Regions from separate parts of the Oryctolagus cuniculus genome. Here all the other regions are linked to region 2. A link is a contact called in public Hi-C data. All regions are on one chromosome and are shown on one strand. The core of a region is the stretch at or near the end of the contact, and the rest is flanking DNA. Distances in the headings are between cores, read along the strand shown.

Evidence for each region. A called contact is a pair of places that touch in the nucleus more often than the background predicts.
Region 1: a Hi-C map of an unstated tissue shows a contact between it and region 2, with 9 times the contacts expected there. The contact joins two enhancer-like sites. A contact is called at or near these places in 2 of 6 Hi-C or Micro-C datasets (ear pinna and an unstated tissue).
Region 3: a contact with region 2 is called in a Hi-C map of an unstated tissue, with 3 times the contacts expected there. The contact joins two enhancer-like sites. A contact is called at or near these places in 2 of 6 Hi-C or Micro-C datasets (embryonic fibroblasts and an unstated tissue).

What each region holds. Positions count from the first base shown.
Region 1 is chr14:38,697,447-38,700,678 of mOryCun1.1, reverse strand. All of the region lies in intron 4 of MRPS27 (mitochondrial ribosomal protein S27), which reads right to left. Among named protein-coding and RNA genes, the nearest start is that of PTCD2, 42 kb to the right of the region's middle. Within about 2 kb of position 1,473, at least 1 of the 8 cell types and tissues checked has an H3K27ac peak or open chromatin away from gene starts, as enhancers often do.
Region 2 is chr14:39,195,235-39,198,423 of mOryCun1.1, reverse strand. It overlaps LOC103352322 (a long non-coding RNA gene), which reads left to right. Exons shown (of 4, transcript XR_001795690.3): 4 at 1-1,939. Among named protein-coding and RNA genes, the nearest start is that of CARTPT, 96 kb to the left of the region's middle. Within about 2 kb of position 1,628, at least 1 of the 8 cell types and tissues checked has an H3K27ac peak or open chromatin away from gene starts, as enhancers often do.
Region 3 is chr14:38,831,158-38,834,345 of mOryCun1.1, reverse strand. The region is part of intron 2 of MAP1B (microtubule associated protein 1B); the gene reads left to right. Among named protein-coding and RNA genes, the nearest start is that of MAP1B, 33 kb to the left of the region's middle. Within about 2 kb of position 1,410, at least 3 of the 8 cell types and tissues checked have an H3K27ac peak or open chromatin away from gene starts, as enhancers often do.

The sequences.
Region 1 (3,232 bases), core at 224-2,723, 500 kb after region 2:
TCAACTATATGAGCCACCCACCTGGGCATGCATTAGCAGGAAGCTGGAATCATGAGCACAGCTGGGACTCAAACTCAGCACCTAGGCGGGAAGCAAGTAAATCACATGGCTAATAGTCAGTCCAGGACTCAAATCCAGGCACACTGTCTCCAGAGTCCACTCCTGGACCTATAATATACTGCTTCTCAAGTAGGGGAAAATAAGAAGCACATCCTTTGGATTAGTCAAAAGACAACACAAGCTAAGCAAACACCTCCAAACAGCTAAAATTAAATTTTACAGAAGATTCAGAGGGAGTAAAAAAAAATTCAGAGTACATTTACTGATGAAGCAGAATTTGGGACAAATCTTAAAATATAGGTTGTACTCTATTGGAGATGGGGAAGGAAGACCATGGCAAAGATAAGTACAGGGCATAGTCACAGAACAGCAGAGTCCTGGCCAGCTGGAGTCCAACAACACTGTGTCGGTGTGCCACACAGACTGTTCACAGCCGCTATTAATTAAGTTAGCAAATAAAGGACCAGGACAATCTAGACGCATGAGATCCCTGGAGTTTCCATTTCAACAAGCAATACCTGAGTTCTTCCCATAAAAACTGCCAGGATCTTTAGCAATGAAGATTAATGACCAATTTCAGTTTCAGCCCTCAGTAGTGTCCGTTATTGACCTGTGCAATGGCCAGTGCTTAAGAAATGCCCTGTTCACGTGCTGAAGTGGCCTGGAGTTGGAAGACGTGGTTATAAGTCCCTGCATGGCCTGTAACTAGCTATGAAATGCTGATATCAACTGTCTTAAAATCAGCTTTGTTATTAGGAAGAACAGAATAGACTGCCAAGTATAAAATCTGTCAGGTCAAAATAAACATCAGTGGAAATCTACTACAAAAATGATAGCAGCCAAGACTACTAAAGAAAATTCTCATCAAATATTTGTAGCTCCTCAAGTGTCCAGACACTCAGCATCTGGAAATACTCAGGAATCTGCTTTTGGCCACAACAATCATGATGCAATCAAGCGAGACTTCTGCTCCCACAAATCTCTCCTTGACTCTTCTGTTTATCGTCTTAGCTCCCCCTTAAATATCAGGCCAGCTACTGAAAAGATCTCTTAATTATCTGCAAACTGCCACACGTACAAAACACTACTAACGTAGGGTTCATACAATACACATTAAGGTTATATGTTTGTTATGCCTTTCTCTCTGCCCGACAGCTGTTAATTCCTACACCTCGGTTATGACTCCACAATTATGAAAATGCCAGTAGAAAGATGTTTTTGTTCAAAGAATTTTATACTGTGGAAAAACAACTTGGGACATAATTGTTTTGGGGGGAGGGATACAATCGTCATATTTTAGGAGTCTTTTAGGTTTAATTCACCAGGATTCTGAAGCTGTTAAGATTTACCTTAGCCCTCTCCTTTTAATCATATGTATATGCAAGACATCATAAACATGTGCTTTATGGGCCTCTCAGAGAAATGTTGTGTGTTTTCCTTGGAAAACGTGAGTACCCAATTTCCCATTCCACAAAATTTACTGAAGGTATTTACAAATCAGACAGTAAATGAAGCCTGCAAGAAACTAATGCATCCCCTGCCCTTTCTGTTTAATTTTACATCTCTTAGTTTTCCTTTTGATATTCATGGTTAAGGTGAGCAAAACTTCACTTTCACTGTTTTTCAGGGGTGATGAATGCCTGGTCCATGGGCCACATAAAGTCAGCAAAATTATTTGGCCTGGCTCTGCCAAGGCAGTCCCGGGCAGGACTTGAAATTCAATAAATCTACAGCAGGTTAATCTTTTTAAAAAGATTTATTTGAAAGGCAAAGGTACAAAGACAGAAGGAAAAGGGACTGAGGGGGGAGGGAATACATAGAGAAAGAGAGAAAGACACAGAAATAGAGACATCTTCCATCCACTGGTTCACTCCCCAAATAACAGCAGCAGCCAAGCCAAGATGAAGATGAACCAGCTTCATCTGGGTCTCCCATATGGTTGCAGGGTCCCAAGTTTTTGGGCCATCTTCCACTGCTTTTCCAGGTGCATTGCAGAGAACTTGATCAGAGTGGAGTAGCTGGGACTCAAACCAGTGTCTATATCGAATGCCGCATCGCAGGCTGTGGCTTAAACCTCCACCCACAATGTCAGCCCTGGCTAATGTTTAAGTTGATAATTTTCATGGCTTGAGAATGGTGTTATAAATACCGAGATGGTCCTTGGAAGAAACAAAGTTGCCCACCCCTGGTTTAAGTGAAGAAAGTTCACAAAGAAAGAAACAAAGAGGAGACCGTCAGGCTTTCCAAGTCCGAGGCTCCTGGTGATGATGCCCAGCTGTCATCTCAGTGAGACTGAGAAACTGAGTTTTAGATGTGGAAAGTGGGTTGGGAGGCATCCAAAATCATTAACTCGCCTAGGAAGCTGACGTCCAGAGTCAGCGCAACTGGCTCCAACTAGAGATCAAAGCAGGGATGGAGCTGGTCCCAAGATCCAAGTCACTACTTTCCTTCCATTCTGACTCTTCATGGTCTTTCGAGTGCATTTTCCCAAGATAATGCAGGTTTATTCTTGAATCCCTACATGTCAACTTTTCTCTGGGTTTATTTAATCCTATGCTATTTTGTTATGCGGTATTCACGTATTTATTGAGTATCTTCTGATTACTAAGACTGCCTTTTAAAAAGTGGACTGGCACAGAGACCGTGGTCTAGAACGCAGATCTTCCCCCGCAGCTGCCACGGCTTGGACCTCTACAGAAATCACTTGGTCCATCCAGGCCTCCCCGTGGCAGATGCTGAAAGCTGCCAGCACTTAGAGGTCACCTCATCTAGAATTTCCCAGCCGCTGCCAGGCCACCAGGAAGATCTAATGGGTAGGTCCTGGCAGTTGCTCCTTCTCCAGTGGCCAGTTCCCTTCAAACAGTCCAGGTATGGACAAAAGAAAGAATGCAGCAAATTTAGAAACACACCTGTGTACGATGAAAAGGCAAAAGAAAAACTTCCCCTCTTGCTGCCTTCTCACTCGGTCCCCACTGGAAGACCCCTATCAAAGATCCAGCCACTTCCCATTAACCGAAGCCCAATTTTCAGTTTACTTTTCCACCGCTTGTTTTCTATCTTCACATTCAACTGTTATGAGTCCTGCTGGCTGACGTTCCCCTACAATACATTTATCTCTTCAGTTCTATTGTCAGCTATCACAGGTTAGGCCTTTTATCACTTCAATTCAAAG
Region 2 (3,189 bases), core at 379-2,878:
CTGTGAGCTGGAAGACCACGCCTTCACCACGCTCCTGTGTGACCTCATGCCCCTACCTGGCCTCACCTGTGCACCCACCAGCCAATCAGGTTAATGAACCACTCCCCTTTGGAAGTGGATTAGAAGCCTGGGGGCATGTGTGCTAGTACAGGGCTTGCTGTGGCCCTGTAGCCTGAGCGTGGCCTTTGGGCTACCAACCCCAAGCTTCCTGGCCTAGATGCTCCTCCACATGGCTGGCTCCTGGTACTCGGTATGAACCCAGATTTCTATCCTATAGATGGGGCCCTCACTCTCCTATGCATTTTTCTCACTGAATAAAAGCTTAAAACATATCATGCTGCCTCGTTCATTTATGCCGGCATTCAGAATTCTTCTCTGAATATTAGGGAAGAACCCACCTGTGCTTATTAATATTGGGAATTTATTAATAACCACAAGGTGATATCGTATGGCACCCCAAATTCCAATTTCAAGGTGGCAAAATGAAATTGTGTTTATCTACTTACCATTATCTTCAGTGCATTTTGTGTTGTACAACGTAGCTGGAATTGTATAGAGCATCCTGGACTGGCGATTCATTACAAGTGCTGGGAGTGTGGTGAAATTGGCAATAGGAACCAAACAGGCAGTAGTTTATGTTGCCTCTGCAGGTGACGCTCCGTGCCTGCCATTCCAACAGTCTCCACTGTGTGGCGGTAGCAGCCTGCTCATCTCTCCAGCTGCAGCAGCAGCAGCCGCCCCAGCAGCATTCAATGTGGCGTCCTTTCCCTTCCTGGCTGCCAGAAAGCCCTTCGTTGCGTGGCATGTGGCTTGGAAGGACGGGCAGCCTTAGTAGTAAGTCTCTCAAAGTATCGCTAATAGAATTATGCAGTGACAGCGCTGGTGAGGCAGGTTCCTGGCTGCATGGATTCTTCTAATACTTTCCACCTCCCCTCCAAAAACACGTGTTCTCCCGGCTGCGGGAGCGACTGTGCGCGTCCGCGGAATCATCTCACCTGAAATCCACGACGGTCGGAGCCAAGGCAGTGTCAGATACTAAAGAAACGCACTCGGCGAAACACAGCCACGCGGAGATGTGGTGAACTACCAAGCAGGCAGCAGGAGACATGCTGGCTTCTTTGTGGATGGATTCTCACTCGCTACAACAATGTCACAGCAATGACCCTCGTCTCGTGTGTCACTCAGGGGATTTGCTCCGACTTGGGGAGTGCCCATGGGGCTGCCGTGTTGTGCGGGCCCTGCATAGACAGTCTGCTGACGTGGAGCAGTGGCTCCCACGTGGAGTACCGGACTGGCAACCCAAAGCGTATCTGAGATGCCCTGTGTTTTCTGAAAATGGACAACGTGGAGTCAGAGCTGGCATTAGGGCCTTTTTTAAGAGCCTGCTGCCTCCCCTAAGACCGAGCCCCAATCCCTGCAATCCCACACACTAGCAATGACCTAGGGTCCTTCTGGAGGGAAGAGTGCTTTAACTGGGCCAAGTTCCTTTATCAACCTCCTGCTTTCCCGGTTGAGTTTGGCCCTAGGGATATCATAGAATGTGCCAGGTGTGTGGCAATGCCCAGGACACATGTGGCAAAGCTTGCTGGAAGGTCCTGTTTGCTCACTGAGTAACACAGGCCATCGCAGGGCTGGGATTATGGCGTAACGGGTAAAGCCGCTGCCTGCGACACTGGCCTCCCATATGGGAGCCAGTTCATGCCCTGGCTACTCCACTTCTGATCCAGCTCCAGTGTTTGGGGCCCGGCCACTCACATGACAGACCTGGAAGAATCTCCTGGCTCCTGGCTTTGGCCTGGCTTAGCCCTGGCTGTTTGGGGCCATCTGGGGAAAAAACCAGTGGATGGAAGATCTCTATCTCTTTTCCCCTCTCTCTCTTTCTGACTTGCCCTCTCTTCTTTGTAACTCTGACTTTCAAATAAAATAAAATAAATCTGTAAAAAAAGACAAAGTTGCTGGTAAGTTCTTGCCAGTAGATCTGTGATAGGAACGCAGGACTCCCGGGAATGTTAAGGTCGAACGCGTCTTTAATTGTGTTTCTGGCTTGCAGTGCGCTGTCTGCCTCCCACCTTCCAGCCTGTCTGGAGCCTCTGTGTTCTCTCTTCTTCTTCCTTTGCAACCTTTTAGGAAATTGGGGAAGCACCAGCCAGTTAGCTTGGGTTTCTTTACCCTTAGCACCCACCTGCTACCTGTAGCAAAGATAACCAGGGCAGTGAAACACAGCTGAGGTTCGAGTGGCGGATTTGTGTTTGGAGGCCAGGATCTTGCGTGGCACTAATGGGGCATCATTAGTCTTCAGGAAGAAGCGGGACAGTGACAGGGCCCTGATGGAGTCAAGGGGGTCAGAGGTACCACTACTTCCCAGTTCACTCACGAAATCCGGGGGCTCTCCTTCGTCTTTGGGTTCTACGTCTGATGGATTCTCTCCACTGGCTTGCTTGCTCCCCGGATTGGACCACTCCTTCCCTGCAAAGGAGCCTATGAGGCCTTACATGTGGGTGCAGTCCTCCCCCCACACCCACAGAGGGTGCTTCCAAGGCCCCTGTGGGTGCCTGAAGCTCTTGCTAGTATTGAGCCCCGTTTGTCCTACATTTTCTCCTATGCCTGTATACCCATGCCTGCATGCCTACATAAAGGGTAACTTTTGAATTAAGCGTTGTGGGAGAGCAGCAAGCATGGAGAACAAAATGGAGCAATTATGATGTCCTACAATACAACTTGTAGGAATCGGCCTCTCTCTAGGGAGAACAGTAATAGCTTGGGGCCACGGCTGCCCACTGGTAACTGGACCAGTGGGAAATGGGGACGGGGTGGGGAGGGGCCTGCTGTGCTTGGCATCTGTCCCCCCCCCCCCTCCTGGATCCTTCTCACTAGGGTCCCACTCGCTCAAGTCCCAGCCCCTAGACGGGAAGCTAAGTCTTCCTCTCTGACCTCACCATCCATCCGGGCCCTGGGCTCCTGGCTGCTCCTCCCTCCTGGCCCTGGGTGTGCTCCTGGAGACCTGGCCACACCGGCTTCCTGGCTGTGCTTCCAGGAGTGCGCGTCCCCGGGGAGCCCTTTGGGAGGCCCCCTGGCTTTGCTCGCCTCCCCGCACCACGTTCTGCACATGACCCCCGGACCCCTGGCCACTCGCTGTCCCCTGCGCTGCTCTGCTTCGTTCTGGCCCTCTTCCTGCCTTCCATGTCCTAG
Region 3 (3,188 bases), core at 161-2,660, 360 kb after region 2:
CTGTGGTTTCTGGCCCCGTGGGGCGAGGTGTGCATCTCTGGGAGCGTCTGGCCATCGCCGCTGAAGGCTGGGCCCCCTCCGGACCGCACCCTTGGAGCAGACGGGTGTGAAGTCATCTGCTCCGGAGTCGTGTCTGAAGAAGAAATGACCATGATGTAAGTCCTTGGAAAGGACTGCGATCGACAGTGAGCCAGGCAGTTTCATTCTCTCTTGGAGGTCACCAAAGGAAGACGGCACCCTGCCACAGAATACCAACAACCACCTCGTGTGTCCTTTTTCAGGATTTTTTTCCTTTTATAAAAATTTGAGTTTGTGTTTATCACCAGGCTAATTTCATCCTACCAGTGATAAAGATCGTTTCAAAGTTGAGACTCTAGAGGCCAGTGTGCCAGGTTAAGCCACTGCTGGCATCTCCTATGGGTGCCGGTTCAAGACCCGGCTACTCCATTTCTGACCCAGCTTCCTGCTTATGGCCTGGGAAAGCAGCTGAAGATGGCCCAGATGCTTGGGCCCCTGCCTACGTGGGAGACCTGGATGAAGTTCCGGGCTCCTGGCTTTGGTCTAGCCCAGCCCCAGCCATTGCTGCCTTTTGGGGAGTTGAACCAGCAGATGGAACTCTCTCTCTCTCTCTCTCTCTCTCTCTCTCTCTCTCTCTCTCTCTCTCTCTCCCTTGCTCTAACTCTGCCTTTGAAATAAATAAATAAATCTTTAAAAACAAAGCCAAATGCAGGAATAGAGGGCTTTGAAGAGGCTCTCAGGATGGAGAGACAAACCACTACCTATCCTGAGAACTATTAAATATCACAAGTTTACCAACATCATAGATACGATTTTACAGACTTACAATTATTTGCAAATATGACAAATTCCTTAGCAGGGGGAAAGGAAAGGAAAATAGATCCTTGCCCCTAGAGGCTCGTTGTGATGGAAACAGGACAGCAGTAACACGGGAGAAATCAGCCAGCCCTGTCCCCGGGCCACGTGGGCGTCCTGGAACCAAGCAGCAGCCAGCGAGTGACCTCTCCCACCCGCAGCTGCCTAGGGCTGGCGAAGGATCTCTTGACCGAGTGGCGTGCAAAGCAGGGGTGAATCAGTCTGGAAACGCCTTAAATGGAGAGGTTCTGAGTCTATTTTCTGTTTGGTTTGTAAGAGGACCATGGTTTAAAAAAAGAAAGAAGAAAAGCCGAAGGCAGTGCGATCGTGTTACGAGCAGCAGGAAGGCCAAGCGGGTCCCCCTCCACACACACACACACACCCCACCCCCGCGCGCGCCTCACCCGCCTGGGCCCAGGACCACGCCCCAGCCCGGCTCTGCAGATAGGCTGCCTCGACTTTCTACCAAGGGGTGGTCTGAATTATTTCTGGATTACAGTCCCCAACCCTCAATCCTCAAATGCTGACAGGGCAGAGCAGGGGAGGCCGTGGAGCCCTCCCCACTTGGCGTGGTGCCTGGCTTCAGGAGCCAGTAGGGGACAGGCTGTGGACCCGGCCACCCACCAGCCAGAGAGCCGAGGTGGCCCAGGCTGGAGCTTTTTTAAAGCCTGAGTCACAGGGAGTGAGAGAGGCTCCCCGGCCGGCTAGATTTCTGGACGCTGCCTACTGCATGCCGCCGCCGCCGAGGACTGGGCAGTGGGCTGGGGGCCGTGGGGCGGGTCTGCACCTGCGCTGCGGCATCTGCCTGTTTCCGTAGGGCGGGGTCGGGGCAGGGTGGCCTGGAACCAGCCTGCTGGCATTCCCCAAGTGGTCCTGTAAGCATCGGTGAAAAAGAAGAGGGTCGGCCGGCGCCGTGGCTCAACAGGCTAATCCTCCACCTTGCGGCGCCGGCACACCGGGTTCTAGTCCCGATTGGGGCACCGGATTCTGTCCCGGTTGCCCCTCTTCCAGGCCAGCTCTCTGCTATGGCCAGGGAGTGCAGTGGAGGATGGCCCAAGTGCTTGGGCCCTGCACCCCATGGGAGACCAGGAAAAGCACCTGGATCCTGGCTCCTGCCATCGGATCAGCACGGTGCGCCGGCTGCAGCGGCGGCCATTGGAGGGTGAACCAACGGCAAAGGAAGACCTTTCTCTCTGTCTCTCTCTCTCACTGTCCACTCTGCCTGTCAAAAATTTAAAAAAAAAAAAAAAGAAAAAGAAGAGGGTCGCGCGACCCCGGCGCGTGGTGTAGACTTGAAGCAGAGCTGTCCGCGGTCACTTTTCTCTGGACGCTGGTCTCCACGGGTTCCCGTCCATGGCTGTTCTTTTCTACTTCTGACTTCCGATGGGAAGGGCTGAGGACCTAGCGTTGACAAGAGATCTGAAGACTAGACAGAGCTTCTCCAAGCCCTATTGCATAGCTGATGGCCAGCTCCCAGGTTGCCTGGCTCTTGTATGGAAGCCACAGTGAGAGCTCTGGACACTCGGTGCTGAGACTGGGGCTTGTGGATCAGTGTTTGCTGTGACTTTAACAAGGTCCCGAGGCTGGGGAGCGTTGTGAAGTAAAGAGATTTATTTAGCTCCTTTTCCTGGAGATTCAAGGGTGTGGTGGGCTCTGGTGAGGACCCCAGGGCAGTAGTGGGGGTGCAGGATCAGGTCACCAGACCGGAGAGGCTGGGCGTGGCCAGGCTTGTCCTTCCTTAACTCATGGGTCCCATGAGAACTTTTTTTTTTTTTAAAGATTTATTTATTTCTTTGAAAGTCAAGAGTTACACAGAGAGAAGGAGAGGCAGAGAGAGAGGTCTTCCATCCGATGGTTCATTCCCCAATTGGCTGCAAAGACTGGAGCTGCGCTGATCTGAAGCTAGGAGCCAGGAGCCTCCTCCGGGTCTCCCACGCGGGTGCAGAAGCCCAAGGACTTGGGCCATCTTCCACTGCTATCCCAGGCCATAGCAGAGAGCTGGATCGGAAGTGGAGCAGCCGGGATGCTGGCACTGCAGGCAGCGGCTTTACCTGCTACTCCACAGCCCCGGCCCTGAGAACTGTCATAATCCTTCCTCAGGGCACACCAGCAGTGACCCAAGGACCTCCAAGTAAGCTCCACTCCCTGCAGGTCCCACCACCTGCCAGCGTGGGGACACCCGAGACCAAGCTGCCAGGGCCTGACCCTGTGGGACGCACTCAGACCTCATCCAAAGCATAGCACGTTCTAGCAAAGTGTTCTGTTGTGTCCTGTGTGGGGACGTGGCGGTGCCCAGTTGTTACAGGAAGACCACT